Linked DNA regions of Mus musculus: region 2 is linked to region 1. The links are chromatin contacts, called in public HiCAR-type maps. All regions are on one chromosome and are shown on one strand. Each heading gives the region's core, a stretch centred on a gene start, on an enhancer-like site or on the middle of the called end of the contact. The rest is flanking DNA. Distances are from core to core; before and after follow the strand shown.

What was found. HiCAR-type assays count read pairs that join an accessible place to other places.
Region 2: a HiCAR-type map of embryonic stem cells shows a contact between it and region 1, with 6 times the contacts expected there. The contact joins two enhancer-like sites. A contact is called at or near these places in 1 of 484 Hi-C or Micro-C datasets (the 3T3-L1 cell line), 1 of 115 datasets of contacts at active chromatin or transcription factors (embryonic stem cells) and 1 of 9 other capture datasets (embryonic stem cells).

The regions. Positions count from the first base shown.
Region 1 is chr2:141,264,372-141,269,816 of GRCm38.p6, forward strand. The region is part of intron 5 of Macrod2 (mono-ADP ribosylhydrolase 2); the gene reads left to right. Among named protein-coding and RNA genes, the nearest start is that of Gm25583, 370 kb to the right of the region's middle. Within about 2 kb of position 2,405, at least 20 of the 459 cell types and tissues checked have an H3K27ac peak or open chromatin away from gene starts, as enhancers often do. A contact at or near this core is called in embryonic stem cells, where this site is marked.
Region 2 is chr2:141,576,321-141,581,765 of GRCm38.p6, forward strand. The region is part of intron 6 of Macrod2 (mono-ADP ribosylhydrolase 2); the gene reads left to right. Among named protein-coding and RNA genes, the nearest start is that of Gm25583, 61 kb to the right of the region's middle. Within about 2 kb of position 2,086, at least 1 of the 459 cell types and tissues checked has an H3K27ac peak or open chromatin away from gene starts, as enhancers often do. A contact at or near this core is called in embryonic stem cells, where this site is marked.

The sequences.
Region 1 (5,445 bases), core at 1,155-3,654:
TCAATATATATATATATATATATATATATATATATATATATATATATTGCTTATATATATATCACCAGTTTCCCTAAGTGCTTAGCTTTGTTTTTGATAGCTTCTGAAACACTGGTTTTCCTACCCATTTGTTGAAATTGGAAATGCCTTTGTGTTTGTATAATACTGAGAGGAGATGAAAAGAAAACACACATTTCATCAAATTATTTCCTGGCCTGTTCTTGAATTATAATATTGAATAGTAAGTAGGACAGGTAAGACAGTGTGGAGAAAGAACCCCCTAACCTGCCAAGGCCCAGTTGCAGGTGGTGACAGCACCTCTGAGCGGCTGAGGCTGCTGGGCATTGCTCTAAGGAAGCTGGAGACTCGGTCTATAATCAGCAGGGAGAGGCACAGCTGCTGGGAGTCATATGCACCATAGGCCCAGAAGCAGCAGAGGTTGTAAGACTGCCAGGGCTTACCCATCCCTCTACTGGAGGACATTGCCAACACCAATCAAGAGTTTTAATTGATTCTGCCTTTGAGTTTTCTCTGATCATATTTTCACACGCACTCTTACCTACAGCTCATGTTCCGTTTAAACTGAACTGTATGAAGTAGTGTTGGCACTAACTGGATCTCTTTAGATTCTATTTTAGAAGCTGGAGTTGCACACAGTCATTGATTTTCACAGATTACTAGTACACATGTATATTAGGCATTATGTATCCACTCTGCCAGCACACAGATGCTATAAAGGCTCATATGATTTAAATGTGTTTGCATATGCATGATATTAAAAATGGAGGAAGATTGCTTACAAATAAGAGAAAATGGTCGGCTTTTAATTGTAAGGGTTCTTGGCATGGCTCAGTTAGGCATCTTCTAGAGAAATCTAGATTTTTAAACACACAAATAAAAGGAAGGGATGCAGAACCCCATCCCCCACATCCTTTTTAGAAGTTCATCTGCATGTCCTGTTTGCTTCAGACATGGGTAAGAGAACAAAGAACCCAGCCAGCACAGCCTGCTTTAGTATAAACAGGTAAACCAAGGCTTGCATTTCCTAAACAAGTCCCGGCAAGTCAGTCTTGTCCAAGCCAGGATTATCTTTATTTGGCTCTGTACCCTCCCTTAGAGACACTTAAAACCCACTAATTACTTACTTTCTACTCTTTCATGATCTCTATGCCCAGACCCTATACCCTCAGCAGCAAGCAACCTATCTAACCACTCTGAAAAAAATCTCATATATTTGTCCTATTAGGCTTTTTTCTCCCTGGTCTGCCTAAACAAAGCTGCCTTGGGACTTGGGCATATTTTTGAATCACCGAGATGTTTGTTACCTGCCCTCAGTTGGCAGATTAGGTAGGCTTGGGTCCAACCTGTGGATTGGCATGTCTAGCTAATGTTCCCGTGGCTGATGTGTAGGCCACACTTCAGACCCACTGAAAAATGTTGTCCTTCTTCATTTCAAACTATTCCTCTGGAGGTAAAGTAATGTAGATGTTGAGCTAGTTATCACCAAGGGATCTTTGTTTATTTAAATAGTTGCTTCCAACATGAACAGGTATCCAAGGGTAAAAGTGGGTCAGAGTCTGGGCAGCAATTCTCATGCCCCTCCCTGTTTCACCATGCCTACCAGGTCCTCCTTCCTACCCAGCTTTCCCTCCCACCATTTGCATTTTACCCTTTCTTACACTCTCCAAATATCAGCAAATCAACAAACATTACCAAACTCACAGAGTCAAGAATACAAGGGGAAATTTTTCTTAAATGGTCATGACAGAGAGACAGATAATCATAGAAGCACTAAGAAGTGTACCCCCAGAGTTACGAAGTATGTGGCCCTGTAAAACAGTACCATTTGGCAACACATAGTAGCAAGAACCCTCTTCTTCAAAAATTATAAATTTCTTTGTGAATATGTGTATCAATATGTGTTAGTTCATGTGTGTGTATGTTTGTGTGTATATGTGTGGTTATACTGTGGTGGTAGTAATGTGTGTGTGTGTGCCTGCATTTGTGTGTGTGCCTTCATATGTGTGTGTGTATGTGTGTGTATGTGAGTGTGTCTGAGTCTGTATGTCTATGTCTTATGTCAGACATGTAGAGCTCAGAGGACAACTCTTGGAAGTCGGTTCTCTCCTGCCACCCTGTGTAATCTGGAGAAAAAACTCGGCGTTAGAGTCTTCTTTCTAATCTTTCCTGGTTTGGATCAGCAGGATGGATGACCTCCTGGTGAGAATCTATAATTCATCTAGAGTCTCCAACTCCCTGTCTGGCCTCTAAAATGCCAGTCATGGAGGAGAATCTGTTTGCAATCTCTGATTCACCAAAAGTATTAGCCTTAGGCCTTGCTTGACTAGTCTAGACACTGTGGCAGCTCCACCTTCAGAGGGGAGGACTCAGGAAATACTGTCTCATTTGGTTACTCATGAGAAGCCCTTCCTGTTCCCACCCAAGGGAGTGTCTCTAGTCAGAATTTTCTTCCCAAGACAGAGCAAGTTAATCCCAGAAGAGAGCAAAAGACAATGAATGGTCCTCTGCACTTACTCCATTCTCCCAAGTGAAGCTCAGTCAGCTAGCTCAATTTGCACATGAGTCTATTCCTCAGTAGCCCTCAGGGTCTCTTCCCACCCTTTTCTGGGAAGCACCTTCTCCCCTCCTGGCTCCACCCTTCACTATTCAACACCTATTGGGATGACCATTATGGATTCTATCCCTCCTCTGAATGGTTGGTGATATCACTGGGAGAAAAAGTGGCAAAGAATTATTCCTTAGATGAAGGTTTCCACTCCATCTTTCTCACAGGCTTTTGAGGGAGAGGGGTTTGTGCTTTGTGGCCCACTTTGGAACATAATGATAGTGTTTTCTGCTAAATCCGCTTGCCTGGTCAGCTTTGGTAGTGTGCCTGTGCGCTGAATGATAATGGTAAAGAGGATTTTCTTTATTTTCTAATATGGAGAATTAATGTGTGGCAATTCATCTACCGCACTCTGTGCCTTTTTCAACAAGACTTTTATTAGAAAAGTAAATTCTTAGCCTCACTCCCACCACGACACTTAAAAAGTCCTCTCATTATCCCTGCTTTGCTAAAGAATTCAGGGGGAGAACGGGCTTCTGCTCCCTCATTATTTCTAGGAGTAGGTTTTGACATAGGATAGAGAAAAACATCTTAGAGATGAGACTTCCTATCCCTTAAAGGCTGGCCTCTTTCTATGTCACCAACTGCACATTATTTTAGCAACTTCTCTTCAATTAACACAGATTTCCTGAAGGGTATAGACTGAGGTGTTGGGGGAACAGCTAATAAAATGTATGTCTCTATCCTCCCCCTTCTCCCCCTTAAGTCCTTTTCCCAGAGAGTGGTTTAGAGAGGCACTTGTCTTGCTAAAAACTGCTGAGTTTTATTTTACACTAATCACACCTGGCATCTTTATGTGCTAAGGATAAATTAAGCACGTTGTGAACACAGGGTGGAGATAGCTTTCTCCATTTATGCTGTATTTTAGTCTATATTCATTATGTATAGAAACATACCCACATTTGTGATTTGTTCTTATATTCTCATTCTCTCTCTCTCTCTCTCTCTCTCTCTCTCTCTCTCTCTCTCTCACACACACACACACACATAGACACAGCATATATGCATCCTTACAAAACATATTAGAATCTTTGGCATTTTGTTGACATTAGGCAAAGGCATCAGTTTGATACTTTCCAATGAGCTAATGTAGTCATTTAAATATTCCTAAAATTACTCAATCCAAAATTTGATGTTGCAGACTAAAGACACCAGGATCTAGAATGACTTGCTTGAGGGGTTATAGACACTGTCTCAATCCTACAAATTTGGTAATAATCAAAGTTATAACTCTGAAGCGTCTGAGATGACTAAACAGCTAAGGGCTCTTGAACCAACTTTTGATTGCCAACACCCACATAGCACCTCACAATTTCCTGTAACTCCAGTTCCTGGGGATTCAATATCCTCTTCTGGCCTCTGTGGGCATCAGGCATGTGATACACATGCATCCACATAGGCAAACACTCATACACATAAGATTAAAATTAAACAAACAAATAAACAAACCAGAACACATGTGTTAGACAGTAGTTAGTTCAGGGCACTTTCAACCACATGTCACTCTTCTAGTAATGAAATGTTAAGCATGCATATAACAATTTGTATTTTTTTTTTTTGGCTTTGCATTACTGTTTGTATCTTAAGTAGTTTTAAAATCCACATACTTTCACATTTTCAAAGTCATTTGAATTTGGAAAATGATTTTAAAATTCCTTAATACTGTCCTCTTAACTTGTACCTTCAAATTTTAGTATTTTTGAAGGCCATAGGACAAAACCATCAAAATAACAGTTTACAATATCATGAACTAAACTAAACCTAAGTAAGACTTTTCAGATTTTACACTTTTTTTCGGTACCAGACTCACTCCAAATCTCATATAAAAGTTAGGGACTTGCTTTGTATCCTATTCCAGTCTATATCAGATTCTCAGTATTTCAGGCTCTTTATTAGATGTAACACCTTAAAGTCCACCAATCACATTGTTTAATTGTACTAAACTTGGCTTTGTTTTATACCCTTTAATGACTGAAGTCATTAATAGATTTTAACTTGTTACATATCTTATAATCGATGTTATAGTTTTAACTTAACAAAGCATGTGTGTGTGTGTGTGTGTGTGTGTGTAAGAAAGGAAAATGTTAGTGCTTATTAAGTTAAAAATATAACATTAATTATAAAATATGTCCCAAGTTGAAATCTATTAATGACTTCAGCCATTAAAGACGTAAGACAAAGCCAAATGCCATAAATATGATATATCTCTATATATAGATATTTCTGGCTGTCTCTATCTAATCTCTCTCTATCATCTAGATCATCTATATCCATATCTATATCATCTATATTTATATCATTTATATAGATAGGTAGATAGATAGGTGAATAGAGAAGCTGTGGTATAGCTTCTTTAACTGTTGAGTCGCAACAACTATCTCAATTTTCATAAATGAATGTGGAGGTTGTACAAAACTTGGCAACAGTAATAGCAATTCTAAGTATGTGATGAATACAAATTAATCCTCATCAAACAAGCATGTACTAGATCAGTGGGTTTCTAGCAGTGCTTACCATATTGTATCCTGAGACTGGCTATACTACCTGAGACTGGCTATACTACTGCCTTCTTTCTAGACAGACCACATGCATAACCTATGGCCAGTACAGATCATAAAAGAACATAGCCTGAATCATGGCAACTCAGATTTAAGATTATTCTGTGCTATGATTTGTAAGGTTTTTTTTGTTTTGTTTTGTTTTTTTTTTTTTTACTGTATATGCAAAGTTATCTAGTCTCGTGAAAACATAATGATTTAATTATAGAAAACAAATACTCTCAGTGTTTTCCTACTATTAATCCAGAACATGTAACAAAT
Region 2 (5,445 bases), core at 836-3,335, 310 kb after region 1:
TAATCTAAACAATGTAGCAGGTACTGGGTAGCGATTTCGAGCTTCCCAGACAATGTCAAAGGAGGAGAAGCCTTTCTAGTAAAGGAAGTCTCCCATTTTGTGCTGAGTTCAGAACGCTATCCAGACAATGGCAGACTCTAACCTTAATATTGTAGCAGGGTTCCTCCATAATGACTGTTTATGATAACATATAGTTTGACTGGTTTTTTTTTGTTTGTTTTATTTTATTTTGTTTTAAAAGTTTTTTTTTTTAAAGGATTTTTTCTTTTTGGTCTTACTCTATTCGTTTTTTTCAGTTCTGACTTCTACGCTAATCTTATAGCACAGCAGTTCTCATTTTTCCTAAGGCTACTACCGTTTTGTACAGTTTCTTATGTTGTGGTGAACCCCAACCATAAAATTATTTTTGTTGCTATTTCTTTAACTCTAATTTTGCTGTGGTTATGATTCATAATGTTAGTATCTGTGTTTTTCTAAGGTGTTTGGTGACCCGTGCGAAAGTGAACATTTCTTGTTTCTTTGAAGACTGAGGTTATAATGAAGCTTTGCTGAAGCAGACACAGGTGAAAGAATGTTTTGCTTTAGCAAACACATGACAAGACACATGATGTTTAGAAAGAATATAAATATGATCGACCTCACAGACACGGGGAGATGGAGCATTGGTTTGCTTTGTTCTCCCTCATAGTCTTTTTCTCATGACACATATGTATTGCTTTGCTTTACATTGTGTTGCTTGGCTTTGTTTGTGCTGACTTCATAGGGAGGAACTGACCAAAGAACTTCTCATGAGATTCCTGTGGCTTCTTGCTGCTTCCACAGACTCAGCCTGATTGGAGAGCCTTCAGTTTCTTCTCAATTGAACTGCCCTTGCTGATTTGCGTGTGGTGTCTGCCAAGTGGACTAGACTGTAGCTGCTGGTTCATGTTCGGTGTTTGCTAGTAGACTGAGAACAATGAATATTGCAATCTCCCCCAAAGAATTATTTCTAAATGGGTCCACTTCCCTGTATCCTAATAACCTTTCTTTTCCACGATATCTGGTGGGTGGTGGCTTAGAGGGAAGGTTTAACATTTATTAAAGTATGTTGTGAAAAATATATGGCTACAGATCATTCTATCCCCAAAGATATGTTGTGACCTATGAACGAAACTCACCACCTTAGATAGGAAGACTTCTTTCTTGGTGGAACTCAATTTTATAAAAGCATTAACATCAGGCTTGGAAGGGACCTTTCATGTTATCTAGCTGAGTGAGGATACTGCACCCATGTCATGGCAGATGCTACCTGAATGACAGGGGCACTTCCTGAAGCAGCATGCTCCTGTCATCAGGAGATTGCTATGCAATTATTCTCTGCACTTAAACTAAACTCTGACCTATTTTTCAACTACATCTTGATCAAGGTCCTTTTTTAAGATTTGCACAGAATTACTTGATATTCTCTATCACCAGAAATTTAAAAATGGATAACAGATCTTATGAGTGTCTTTCTTTATTTCTCATATGCAATGCTTTTTGGCATATCGTAAATGTATTCTCAATGAGGGTTCTATAATCAATATGGCATTATAGAACAATATATCTAATAATGAAGAAAGTTTTAGGGTGGTTTGTAATTATTTATATGTACTGCAGAAGACAGAGAATTTCTTTTTTCTAAAGCTACAGGGACCCTATATTCTATCTCATATGTTCTTCACCAGGGTGGAAAATTCTGCTGAAGAAAAGCCTACACAATGATCAACTAAGCAAATGCACACATTAAGTTAATTATTTGGAGCTCTTCAAGTATATGCTCAATGTAAAACTAACAAACAAACAAACAAACACAGCATGTGGAATAGAAATAATGCTTCTCCTACCATTGAGTATGATTATGAGTAAGTGTGTAGGGGGAAGGGGAATCAGAGGCATAAAAAGTAGCCCTCAGGACTCATCTAAAATGCACATTGTTGTCCTGGGTCCCAATTCTAATTTCTGAGGCAAGGGGAAAAACAAGAGGTGCACAAGGTTACCTTTTGCCCTGTACCTCTTGTTTGAGTGGCACAATGTTACAGAGGAGAAAGGGTAGCAAGAGGTGTGGTGGCAAGGAAGAGGAAGTGGAAGAGGAGGAGAAATTAACAAGAGAAAGGGAATGAACCACAGGAGATCCTATTGCTTTTAAAAATCAAACTTGTTAAAAGCACTGGAAGTTCTTTCAGAGGATCCTGGCTCAATTTCCAGCACACAAATGGCAGTTCACAAATCTCCATAACTCCAATTCCAGAGGGTCTGCCACCCTCACACAGACATATCAGGTTTAAAAAACACATTAGATAAATTATTTTTAAAAATCAAGAGTTATCATATAAAATCTTTATATTCGACTTCTTTTGAAGAAATGGAAACCCGGGCAATAGTAGACCTTCCTTGTCACTCATCAAGTTCAGATGGAAAAGTCCATGGGAAGAAACCTCTCCAGGCAGTGCTCCAGTATTTGTAACACAGTAGGCTCTCTGCTTTCAGTCTATAAGTGTGTGAAAATCCAAGTAGTGAGTATTACTTCCAGCCTATCATTCTGTATTTTAAACATGTTTTTGTTTTTAAATTCTTCATTCAATCAAGCATAGCACACACAGACCACAGTTTTGCTTTCTTGGATGAGTACCATTCTGGCTTGTTAAGTCACCTCCAGCAGTCACTGAGATTTCTTACCATTACCTTCAAACCTCCAGTCCAAATTTTCCAGAAAATTTTTCCTTTCTTGTCATACACAGGCTTCCTTAAAGAGACACACCCTCTTTTCTGAAGTACTCACTATGTGTTGTAAAAAAAAAAAAACTTATTCCAGTTACATGTATGTCTACAGGCTAAAACCGTAGCCCATGCTTCCCTTCTTAATGTGAAAGTGTTTGGTTCTTGGTAGCTGGTTCAAATGTCTCCACCTTCCCAATAAATATGCACTGGGAAAAACATCCTCATTAGGAATCAAAGAAATACAAACAAAAAAATACCATTGAAAAGAAGCCAGACATTGTTACCTATCATTTATGTCTTGATAAATTTCACATATATATTATAGTTCATAACAAAATTAGAAAAATAAAAACACCCTTTGCTCTTCTTTTCTTCCTTGCTACATAGACTGCTGGGCCATGCATTACCAAAACCATGTTGATATAGCTTTGTAAAACAGGTGTTGGAGCTGATAGCCAAATGTTAGAAAAAGGAAAGTTCCTCTTTGGAGAAACATTTCTTTCATTTTTAGAAAATTATTTTACTAATTCACTTTACATCCCCCACACTGTCTCCCTCCCAATCACTCCCCCCACAGTTCTTTGCCTCATCCCCCATTCTTCTCGTAGCCATTACTCTCCTCTCCCATATATCCCAACCCTAGCACATCAAGTCTCTGTGAGGCTAGGTGAATCCTCTTCCACTGAGGCTAGACAAGCCAGATCAGCTAGAAGAACATATCCCTCACTCAGGCAACAACTTTTGGGATAACTCCCTCCTCCAGTTGTTTGGAACCCACATGAAGACCAGACTGCACATCTGCTACATATATGCAGGGAGGCCTAGGTCCAGCCCGTGTTTGTCCTTTGGTTAGTGGTTCAGACTCTAAGGCACCAAGGGTCCAGGTTAGTTCACTCTGTTGATCTGCTTGTGGTTTCCTATCCCGATAGGGGGTGCAATCTTTCCTCCCATTCTTCCATAAGAGTCCCCAAGCTCCATCTGTCATTTGGCTGTGGGTATTTATATCTGTTTGAGTCAGTTGTTGGGTGGAGCCTCACAGAGGACAGCCATGCTAAACTCCTGTCTGAAAGCATAACAGAGTATCAAGAAATAATATCAGAAAATGGTCCTTGCCCATGAGATGGGTCTCAAGTTGGGCAGGTTATTGGTTGGCCATTCCCTCAGACTCTACTCCATCACCCATCTCTGCATTTCTTGTAGTCATAAAGGATAAATTTTGGATTGAAAGTTTTGTGGGTGTGTTGGAGTCCCTAATCACTCCACTGGGGTTCCTGAGTGACTACAGAAGTTGGCCGCATCTGGTTCCTTATCTCCAATGCTGTGTGTCACAGCTAAGGACACCCTCAATGATTCTTGGGTACCTCTCTTATCCCAGCTCTTTGACAGTTCCTGGAGATGCTCCCTCCCCCCCATACTTCTCAGATGTAGATTTCCATTCATTCTCATGGCTATCTGGCTATCCTTCCTGTCTCTCCCCATACCGGTTCCTGACCCCAACAATCCCCTCCCCATACACTTTCCCTTCCAGTTCTTTCCCTCCATCTGCCTCTTATGACTATTTTCTTTTCCCTTCTAAGTAAGATTTAAGCATCCTTGCTTGAGCCTTCCTTCTTGTTTAACTTCTTTGGGTCTGTGGAAATTAGCATGGTACCTGTATTTTATGGGTAATACCCATATCCGAATAAGTAAGTACTTACTGTGCAGGTCCTTTGGAGACTGTACTACCTCATGCAGGATGATATTCCCAAGATTCATAAACTGGCCTGCAAACATCATGATGTCATGATTTTTAACATCTGAATAGTATTACAATTTGCAGTCACCACTCATTCTTTATCCATTCTTCAGTTGATGGACACCTAGGTTGTTTCCAGTCCATGGCTATTACAAATAAAGCTGCTATGAACATAGTTGAGCAAGTGTCTTTGTTGGGATGTTGGAGTTTCTTTGGGGCATGTGCCCTGGAGTGGTGTAGCTGGATCTTGAGGTAGAGCTATTCCCAGTTTTCGGAGTATGTGAGAATGTGATTATGTGAAGTGGCAGTGATAGCTCAAGACAATTAGAATTCTTAGACTGTAGTGACTTAAGGAGTTTGGACAGTGCTCCTTTGTGACTGCCAAATCCATACACATAAAAACACTGCTATTTTTGTAGAATACATATGCATATAATTACACACATATATACATTGAGCTATATATACATAGAGTTATATATATAATACATTATATATATATATAACATTATATATGTATATATATAATCTTTATATCGTATATATATCTTTATATATATGTGTGTGTGTGTATATATATATATATATATATATATATATATATATATATACACACACACACATATATATATATTGCACCTATAAAGTACGATGAACCCCCAAAAGAGGAAGAAGTAGTCTGCTGCTGTTTAAGTCTGTTTCCTTTGAAATACTATTAGTGTAATGGACAGCAGGTCATGTCTTGAAACTTGATCACAATAGTTTCTAAAATAAATGGTTTGTAAAGACTCCCCCTCCCCAAAAAAGAGAAAGTTCCACACCAAACCTATATGTGATCAGGTCTCATGAGATTTTTAGACATTTATATGATATACATTGCATATAAGAATGTTAAATTATAATATGGAGTAAACAAAATTTTTACTAGAATATTCTTTGGACATATTTTTAAATACATAAATTAGAGATAT